Regions from separate parts of the Mus musculus genome. Here all the other regions are linked to region 3. A link is a contact called in public HiChIP or PLAC-seq and promoter capture Hi-C data. All regions are on one chromosome and are shown on one strand. Each heading gives the region's core, a stretch centred on a gene start, on an enhancer-like site or on the middle of the called end of the contact. The rest is flanking DNA. Distances are from core to core; before and after follow the strand shown. Region 1 overlaps Fyn (Fyn proto-oncogene). Region 2 overlaps Fyn (Fyn proto-oncogene). Region 3 holds the start of Fam229b (family with sequence similarity 229, member B).

Region 1 (2,823 bases), core at 76-2,575, 320 kb before region 3:
CTTGACATCACCAAACACCGCCTGGAAGGCGCACTGACCTCAGATGAGAACCACTGTTTTTATTCCTCATTGCATTTATCTTTCACGATGATATGGCCTAAAGGAGAGGGAGAATCTTGGCCATCTCAAAATATTCACAAGCTGTAGCTTTAAGAGTCTTACATTTCTTGAGTCATAACGAGGAATGAGAATCTGGGAAACGCTTGCGCCTCAGAGATTCGTCCACAGCAGTCTGCCCACGGCCTCAGCTGAGAGTGCCAAGACTGTTTCACCCGGACGGGGAAGGTGGATTTGCTACGCTGCCCTCCTTTCTCCATTCTCAGAAGCCCACAAAACAGACCACCTGCATGACCCATCAGTGGGCTCAGTCCTGAGAGTGATGGGTGGGACGGAGTTTAGGGCTAGGTGTCTACTAACATCTACACAGCAAGGCATTCCAGCCAGATCCTGACAGGCGTAGTGCTTCAGTGCTGGGCAGGTGCACAGGGAGGAACTGTAAGGCAGGAGCCTCTGCTAAGAGCTTCATGGGATGGGGTGTGACATGGACATAACAAGAGGGAAGGAAGACGGGGGGCGGGGGGTTGTTTAGTTCAGAGGACAGGGGGTGACAGAAGGAGGAGATCATCTAAACATGGTAGACAAGTGTGTGGGACACCAACATAACCTATCTAAGATCGGCAGGTGGCGTAGTGGGCACTTAAGCATTTGTCACATTACCTCCGTGTGACAGGCACTGTGGGACTCAGCCTAAGTCCCCATCCCACATGCAGTTCACTCTCCACCATCACACTTTAACAAGCTGAGATAACTGTCTTCTACAACTCACTCTTTCCATCTTTCATTCCCACAGAAGAAAACCCAGTCTCCTTACAGTACAGTTCTGTGGGTTTCCACAAAAGCCCACAGTTGTAGAAATAACACCACGATTAAGATATGGAACAATTTGGTCACTCTTCTCAAACAATTTCCTAGTGTCCCCTAATTGTTTATTATGTTATTTTCTATTAAGACAAACCATCTGGGCTCAGCACAATGAGTCAATGCATGTACACAGTGTCTGACAATCAAATCAGAATGAGCATTCTCACCTCCCAAAAGTAAGTATTGCTACAGGCTTGGGACCGTTATATCCCTAGTTATTTCTGAAATAAATCCTGTATTGTACTAATTAAACTTGCCGAGTGGGCTATTCCCTCCAGTGGCAATGTTAGACCTCCCAGTGAGCTGCCCGGGCAAGTTCCTCTTTATCTCTGAGAAGACTTGAAGCCTCTGGTTAAAATGTTGCTGAAGACACTTTCTGGCTCTTTAGAGATTATTGTAGAGACCTCCTGAGGCCACGTCCATGTCCTTGTCCCACAGATGAGACATGTGGCTTTAATATCAGCACTCTGTACAGCAGCAACAAGGCTGGTTCTCTCCCAAACACAGGTAAGCCAAACTGTTAGTTCAATAATCGATGTCGGCAAAGGCACATAACCACGGCACGTAACCACGGTAAAATCAAAAGGAAGGGTTGGAAATAAAAGCCCATATGAGCCAAACATATCGTGCACCTCGCTCTGTCCCTTCTCACTGACATGAATGAAAATAGTATCAGAACTTAACCAAAAGCTGGAAGGATGTGACCTCACTCGACTGTAACCGTGGCAGGAAGGTAGGCTGAGCTAGCAGTGCTTGTCTGACAGTGGCTTCCTTGGGTTCTAGAAGGAGGCCCAAGTAACAGCCGCTCTCCCTTACCTCCTCCCATGCCCCATCTCCGGGCTCATTATGGAGAAAATGACAGAGAAGCTGCTGTGGTAGCTAGTCACTGGGAAGTGACATGTCCCATTTCTCAAGTCTTCCTGCTGAAAACATGCACCTTCTGAGTGGCTTATCTTCAGAGGCAAATGTCCCCAACAAGGAGTCTGTCGGAAAACATGGCTGCTGTGGAGCACCTACTGTGCACCAGCATGACTCGGCTCACTAAAGGCCTCCGTTTACAGAAGAGCTCGAGACTCTGAGGGTTATTGTAAAGCAACAATGAGTACAGAGATTTAACCTAGGTCCCCTGACTACAGCCTGCCCTCCACACCACCAGCTGTCAGGACAGTTCTCTGCCTCCCAAGCTTCTGCTCCAGCCTGGGGCAGCTTCCAGGAAGAGTTGCTGCTTACTTTTTTTTTTTTTTTTTTCACTTCCCATTCTTCAAGCAGGTAGCTTCTCTCTCTGTCAACATGCAGGCCGTTTGGACTCCTGGCTTTGGAAACACTATCCCTCTCGCCTGTGCATTTGTTGCTCCTGTTACACAGCTGGCTTAGAGCATGAACTAAATTGACAATGGTGACCTGGGCCCTTATTTTGAGCTTCCCCAGATCTAGACTTTTATAAAATCCCATATCACTTAATAACGTTAGTTTTAACAAGAAAAATGGCATATTGTCAGAAAACACCAATTTAGTGACACATTTACTTAAAAACGTTCATTTGAGGTTTAGAGCAGGTTTGAAAGATACCTGGGCAGTGCAGGGCACCTCTCGGTGGCACCATTTTACACTAAATGTGTTAGAAATAAATGGAACAACACTTACCCAAATTTCCACCAACTATCACAAACTTTATATACACCACATGTCTTCGAAACCAGCGGTCGGACTGACTCTGAAAAAACAATGCAGATAGACTCCTTATTTACAATCTGTTTCAATGTGCCCAGGGCTTGCTCTCTTTGTTCCTCTTCACCTACCGATCGATCGATTGGGGCACCCATCCATGCAGCAAACTCCCCACCACCTGTTCCTTTGCTTTGTTTGCCCAGAAAAATGAAACCAATTTATGAATTATCTTAG
Region 2 (2,700 bases), core at 195-2,694, 390 kb before region 3:
GCAGAAGAGCAACAGAACCCCGGACTCCATCTGTCTGTCTGACTGTGGGGGTGGGCGGGCAGAGGACAGCTCTACCTAGTGACTCTGTCCCGTATCTCCTCCTCCTCCCTCACAGCCTCCAGTTTCTAACCGGTGACGGTGACGGTGACGGTGACGGCACTGGGGTTACCTGAGTAATGCTGTACCAGTTGCTGAAGTGTTTCAAACTGGGCCCGCGTTGTGATATAGTATCCACCATTGTCAAGCTTGCGGATTTTATAATGTTTGACGTGGTCCCCTTTCATATCATCCCAATCACGGATGGAAAGTGAGTAGGCACCTGGTAAACGTGCAAGCATTAGCCACACCAATCATCGGAGCCCCAGTCTGCTCTGCAGGCCTCATTTATGTGACTATTCTGATTAATAATTATTACAAACCATATGCGCACGCGCACACACACACACACACACACACACACATACGAAAGAGACAGATATATCTCCACTCTGTAACAGGACAAAGACAACTTTTGCTATCCTGCCAGTGTTCAGAGATGTTAGCAATACAGTTGACTTTGCTCTTGGAACTAAAAACTTCTGGTTTTTCTCAAAGTTTCCTTTCAGTTTCTTGTGTTGTCTAATATTGCACAGACCAAATCCCACTGGGATAGATGAAGAGCAGACTCCAGGTGAGCTTGCCTCCTGCTTTCATTTCCTGTGGCCTAGCTGAGAGGCAGGGATAGTGAGGGGCTGGGAGACAGGGATGGCATATGTGTGTGTGTGTGTGTGGTGGGGCTGTGGGTGTGTGTGTGTGTGTGTGTGAGGCAGGGATGGTGGGGGCAGAGGTGGTTGGTGGAGAGGCAGGGGTAGGGACAGAGGTGGTTGGTGGAGAGGCAGGGGTGGGGACAGAGGTGGTTGATGGGAGGCAGGGGTGCGGGAGGAACAGAGGGTGGGAACAAAAGAAATGGAAGTCTATCCCCTAGCAGGAAGCTCCAAAGCTCTGCTTGGCAATCTGCACAGGGACAGGTCACCAGTGTGTGGCAGCATGGTTCTCTGCCCCTCTGCCTGCTGAAGTGAGTTATTAAACAGAGGGAAGAGGAAGGAGTCCTCCACTAACAAAACAGAGTGGAAGGAAAGAAAAACAAATTTAAACTGGGTGGTGGTAGGGCAGGCAGACCTTTGATTTTAGCACTTGGGAGGCAGAGGCAGGTGGATCTCTGAGTTCAAGGCCAGCCTGGTCTACAGTGTGAGTTCTAAGACAGTTAGGGCTACACAGAGAAACACTGTCTTGAAAATACACACACACACACACACACACACACACACACCCCAAATCAAAAAGGTAAGAAAAACCAAGTTCCCGCCCTTCACTCGAACAGGAGAACAGGACGGAGTCTGAGCTGAGGCGGAAGCCTGGCCTCTGTTTCTGGAGGCGCCTCCCTCTGAGCCCGATCATCTCTGGGAGCTAAATGCAGTTCCAGCGTCTTCAGGGGAGCTGGAGAGCAGCAGGAGGCTCAGGCTAGAAGGCCCCGGACCAGGCAAGAGCCACGCCTTCCGATCCCAAAGACCTTCAGATCTGAACAGCACATCAGTTTTGCCCTCTCCTTAGCTTACCTTTGGTGGTTTCGCTCTCGCGGATAAGAAAGGTACCTCTTGGGTTTCCAAAGGACAGGAGCTGTCTCTCAGCATCTTTGCGGCCAAGTTTTCCAAAGTACCACCTTCAAGGGAGACACAGGCAAGAAAATAAATACACTTGTGACTGAGCAATGTAGCTAGCTTTTCCTCCACAAATTCCTTCGCCTCTAATGTTGCTTCCACTGCCCCAAACTAGTTTTTTCTAGCTTCATTCAGTCCTTTTTCAATCTTTCCTGATTCTATCCACTCTGCATCTCTTCCATTCTTAAAAAAAAAAAAATCTTGAATCATGGATTGTGTTCCTTCCCTCCAGGACGACAGGGATGTGTGTGTGAAATGCCACCTGCACGCACAGAGAGAAACCCACCACCTTGTTTGAAATGCCAACTGCAGGGGACGATTCCATAGCTCAGCTGTACGACCCTTGATTTCTGAGCATAATTACAACTCCTGGGAAATACCAAGACTCAGCTCTAGTATAAGGATCATCAATCAAGCATGATTTTTTTTTTAAAGGAGCCCACTCAGGATGGATAAAGAAGGAAGACAGATAACACTTCTACTTAGTCTCTACCTACAGGAATTCTGAAGACGGGAACTCAGCTCTACCCCTGATCTGAGATGGCTGCTGTTCTTGGAAGCCTGGTTTGATTTTCTCTCCCTGTCCAGCATTCGTGAGGAGCGTTTACCAAGTACCTGGCCTGTGCCCTGCAGTTGCGCTTCTCTGACACAGCTGCAGGGATTGCTTACTGCACATCTGAGAGAAAGCTGTGCACGGTTAATGGGCATGTCCATAAAAATGAGTCGGTGGTGCAGACATTTTAACATTCCCTTGCAACAGCACTGACAGCACACTTGTGCCGTGGCAGGAAGCCTCACAGGCCTCCTCAGGACCGGAATGCGTCTTTTGTCTCTCCACTTGAGCTGCTGAGTCCTAACCAACGCCCGGCAATCCGTTCACATTTCAGCACTGGATTGTATATGAGAGGATAAGTATGCCAAGAGCCCAAGGGAGAGTTCTGGAACATTCCACCAGAATCTGTGAGTAGGAGCAGCTTTCAGGACCAAACCATCACAGTATTCA
Region 3 (2,815 bases), core at 282-2,781:
AACATCTGTATCTTACACTAAACGAAAAGTAACACACATTGTGAGCAGTTTCCACCTCTTTCATTTCTGCATACTCTGAGGGCAAGTAATATGCAAAATAATCTTTCAAAACCTGGCCCCCGCTAGACTCATACCATAGTGGGCAGGCACCCTCAGTGAAAACGTCAGGTTTTCAAAGTTACTGGGAGTCCCTTTAAAGGTTCTTTTTGGCTTCTTACGGAAGTCTATCAAGGAAGCGCGCTGTTCTGCAGAATGGTATGAAAATGGGCTATGAGAATACGCTTTGATCAGAACAGCAGACACCGTCCTAGCTGGCAACTGTTTCCTTATCCTCTAAGATTCTGCTGACAGGGAAAGGAGGCGTCCTACCAAGCGGAGACAGACTCACCCACTTACCTGGTATCCACATTCCTGAAGAAGCTGCTTATAGCGTCGTCATAAATTCCTTTCTAGAAACAAAACAAACTATAGCATTTACGTTTATTTTCTCTAAAACCCTTTTAGCTGTAGCAACTCTACAACGCTGAAGGGGCTCTAAGAAAAAGAAACCTAGGTCGACTCTTCCAATTACATCTAAAGGTAAAATGCCAAGAGAACCCCTGACTAAGTTTAACAGTGATGAAAAAAGCACACCCTGTAGGATTATACAGCTGGTACTCCAAGTGGGAATTTCTTGGGATTCTTGGTCGTTTGATGTATTTACCTACTTTATAGTGCTTTCATCTATAGCATCTACTGTCTTTCAAAACAACAACAACAACAACAACAACAGGAGGAGGAGGAGGAGGAGGAGGAGGAGGAGGAGGAGGAGGAGGAGGAGGAGGAGACTGCTAAAGATCAGGGAAACTTAAGACCAAACTCCTGACAAGTGCCTTCTGCCTGTGACTTACAGCAACACGTTTAAAAAGAAACTAGCCACGACCGGTATGAGAAGATCCTATGCAATTTATGGTACTGATTAAAAAGCCCAAGTAATCTGGGCATGATAGTGGTAGTCCTGGGGATGCAGAGACAGATGGATCGCTGCAAATTCCAGAACATGATCTACACAGCAAGTCCCAGGTCAGCCAGGGCCCCGTAGCAGGATCCAAAGCACCCCTCCCCAAACCTCATGTGAACTCTGGCAGGCCCGGGTGACAGGCAGGAGGGGCGGGTACCTGGTTGACCGCTGCGTGCTCCCTCAGCGCCAGGTCCCAGAAGCAGCAGCCGATCTGGTTCCCGCACTGTCCGACTGCAGCCAGTAGCGAGGAAGAGAGAGAGGTGCATTAGGAAGGCAACCAGGTGACTGGCTCCGCAGCGACCCGGTCCCCGCGGACGGGGGTAGCTCACCCTGTACGACCACCGACTGGGTCATTCCGCCGGGAGGACCAGCAGGAGCACTCCCGCCCAAACTCCCGCCTTAGCTTTCGAGCTCAACGACGCCCTACGAGGGGCGGCCTTAAGTCACGTCGCTGCCGCAAGTAGCCAATGTCGTAATGCCCTTGTTTCTTTACGGCCAGGACTTCTGCGCAAGCACATTTGCGGCTAGCCGTTACCATAGCGACTGGGCCTCCGGCAGGTAAATCCTAGCTGCCCTGTCAACATCCTTGAGCATCTGCAGCTCCGGAGGCCCTGGTAACTGACGGGTAACTAGGTTTCAGAGAGGCATTTAAGATAAGGGACTTTAACTTTGATCACGGGCTTTGAGAGGCTCACAGCCTAAACAGCCAGGACAGTGGGTCCGATTTCTCAGGATGATGCCCGCTAGTGTCGTTATCTAACAGAAAACGAATGTGGAGGAACACAGAGACACCCCAGACAAATAGGCTTATCTGGGAACAAGGGAAGCTAGGTACACTCCGACCAAATACCACAGCTAAGTTCAGAGGCCAAAGCGATGCACTCTTCAAACTTAAGATTTCTGGATAATTCAAAACATCTACACAAATCCAACTTCCAACAGCCGGCAATGCCATTGAAGATACACTCGATGCACTCAAAAGATATGACCTAAAATATTACATGGCGCTGACAAGGAGAGCCATAATATTCAATGAACAAGGGTCTAGGAAAAGAAAAGATGGGTTAAAAGTTAAGGCGTTTGATTTGATGTATGAACAATGTAGACGAGATTTTTTAAAGGCAGGGGTGGGGCACGAAGTTCGAAAGGGGAAAAAAAGGTTATTTTTCAGAAATTGAATTTTTACTGGGCAAATTAAATGAGGCTTTAATTAAGAACTAAATTAAGAATTTAGGCTGGAGAGATGGCCCAGTCAGTAAAATGCTTGTCTCTGAAGCACGGGGACATAAATGCAGACCCCAGCACTTAACAAAAATCTGGGAGCCTGTAACTCTAGGCTTGGAAGGCTGGAGAAGGGAGATCCACAGAGTCTAGCTGAAACTGTGAGTGTCAGATTCAGGGCTCAATAGGAGACAATGTCTTACAAAGTAAGATGAAGGATAACTAAGGAAAACACTTCATGTTTCACATCTTGTTTCCATAAGTGTGCACACACACAAATCCCCTCACTAACTTTAATGCTTTAATGAAGTTAATATTTTCCACAGAAATTCTGAGAAACTACAAAACCTTTAATCTTCATTTAGCAAAAGTTAAATTATACTTGCTATTAATTTGTCATGATATGTAATATGATATATAACATGATAAGAGCCACAATAATTGATTGATTGGTTAGAATACCTTATTCAGCCGCCAGGATACAGCTTAGTTTGTTATTACACAGTTTTGAAAGATGTGAATTTTGACGTTGTAGTGGGGTGTATGTATTGCAGAGGCCTTTCCATGTTTCTCTTTGGGTGTCTTACATCTCTT

The links. Promoter capture Hi-C pulls out the DNA fragments that hold promoters and counts their contacts. HiChIP or PLAC-seq counts read pairs in DNA pulled down with a chosen protein or histone mark.
Region 1: an H3K4me3 HiChIP or PLAC-seq map of bone marrow-derived macrophages shows a contact between it and region 3, with 2.5 times the contacts expected there. The contact joins the enhancer-like site here to the promoter of Fam229b in region 3. A contact is called at or near these places in 6 of 39 promoter capture datasets (the 3T3-L1 cell line, embryonic stem cells, liver and 2 more), 1 of 115 datasets of contacts at active chromatin or transcription factors (bone marrow-derived macrophages) and 1 of 9 other capture datasets (adipose tissue).
Region 2: a promoter capture Hi-C map of embryonic stem cells shows a contact between it and region 3. The contact joins the enhancer-like site here to the promoter of Fam229b in region 3. A contact is called at or near these places in 15 of 39 promoter capture datasets (the 3T3-L1 cell line, the C10 cell line, the HPC-7 cell line and 9 more), 2 of 15 datasets of contacts at CTCF or cohesin (both in the NIH/3T3 cell line), 7 of 484 Hi-C or Micro-C datasets (the N1E-115 cell line, double positive thymocytes, embryonic stem cells and 4 more), 14 of 115 datasets of contacts at active chromatin or transcription factors (bone marrow-derived macrophages, craniofacial prominence, double positive thymocytes and 8 more) and 4 of 9 other capture datasets (adipose tissue, liver, macrophages and 1 more).

The regions. Positions count from the first base shown.
Region 1 is chr10:39,454,878-39,457,700 of GRCm38.p6, reverse strand. Fyn (Fyn proto-oncogene) reads right to left here. Exons shown (of 14, transcript NM_001122893.1): 3 at 2,566-2,635. Among named protein-coding and RNA genes, the nearest start is that of Fyn, 86 kb to the right of the region's middle. Within about 2 kb of position 1,325, at least 64 of the 459 cell types and tissues checked have an H3K27ac peak or open chromatin away from gene starts, as enhancers often do. A contact at or near this core is called in bone marrow-derived macrophages and pre-B cells, where this site is marked.
Region 2 is chr10:39,524,400-39,527,099 of GRCm38.p6, reverse strand. Fyn (Fyn proto-oncogene) reads right to left here. Exons shown (of 14, transcript NM_001122893.1): 7 at 1,596-1,699; 8 at 170-319. Among named protein-coding and RNA genes, the nearest start is that of Gm40627, 65 kb to the left of the region's middle. Within about 2 kb of position 1,444, at least 9 of the 459 cell types and tissues checked have an H3K27ac peak or open chromatin away from gene starts, as enhancers often do. A contact at or near this core is called in embryonic stem cells, where this site is marked.
Region 3 is chr10:39,132,622-39,135,436 of GRCm38.p6, reverse strand. Fam229b (family with sequence similarity 229, member B) reads left to right here and starts at 1,531. Exons shown (of 5, transcript NM_183254.2): 1 at 1,531-1,614. Tube1 (tubulin, epsilon 1) reads right to left here and starts at 1,414. Exons shown (of 12, transcript NM_028006.2): 1 at 1,330-1,414; 2 at 1,158-1,231; 3 at 397-449. The coding sequence starts at 1,354.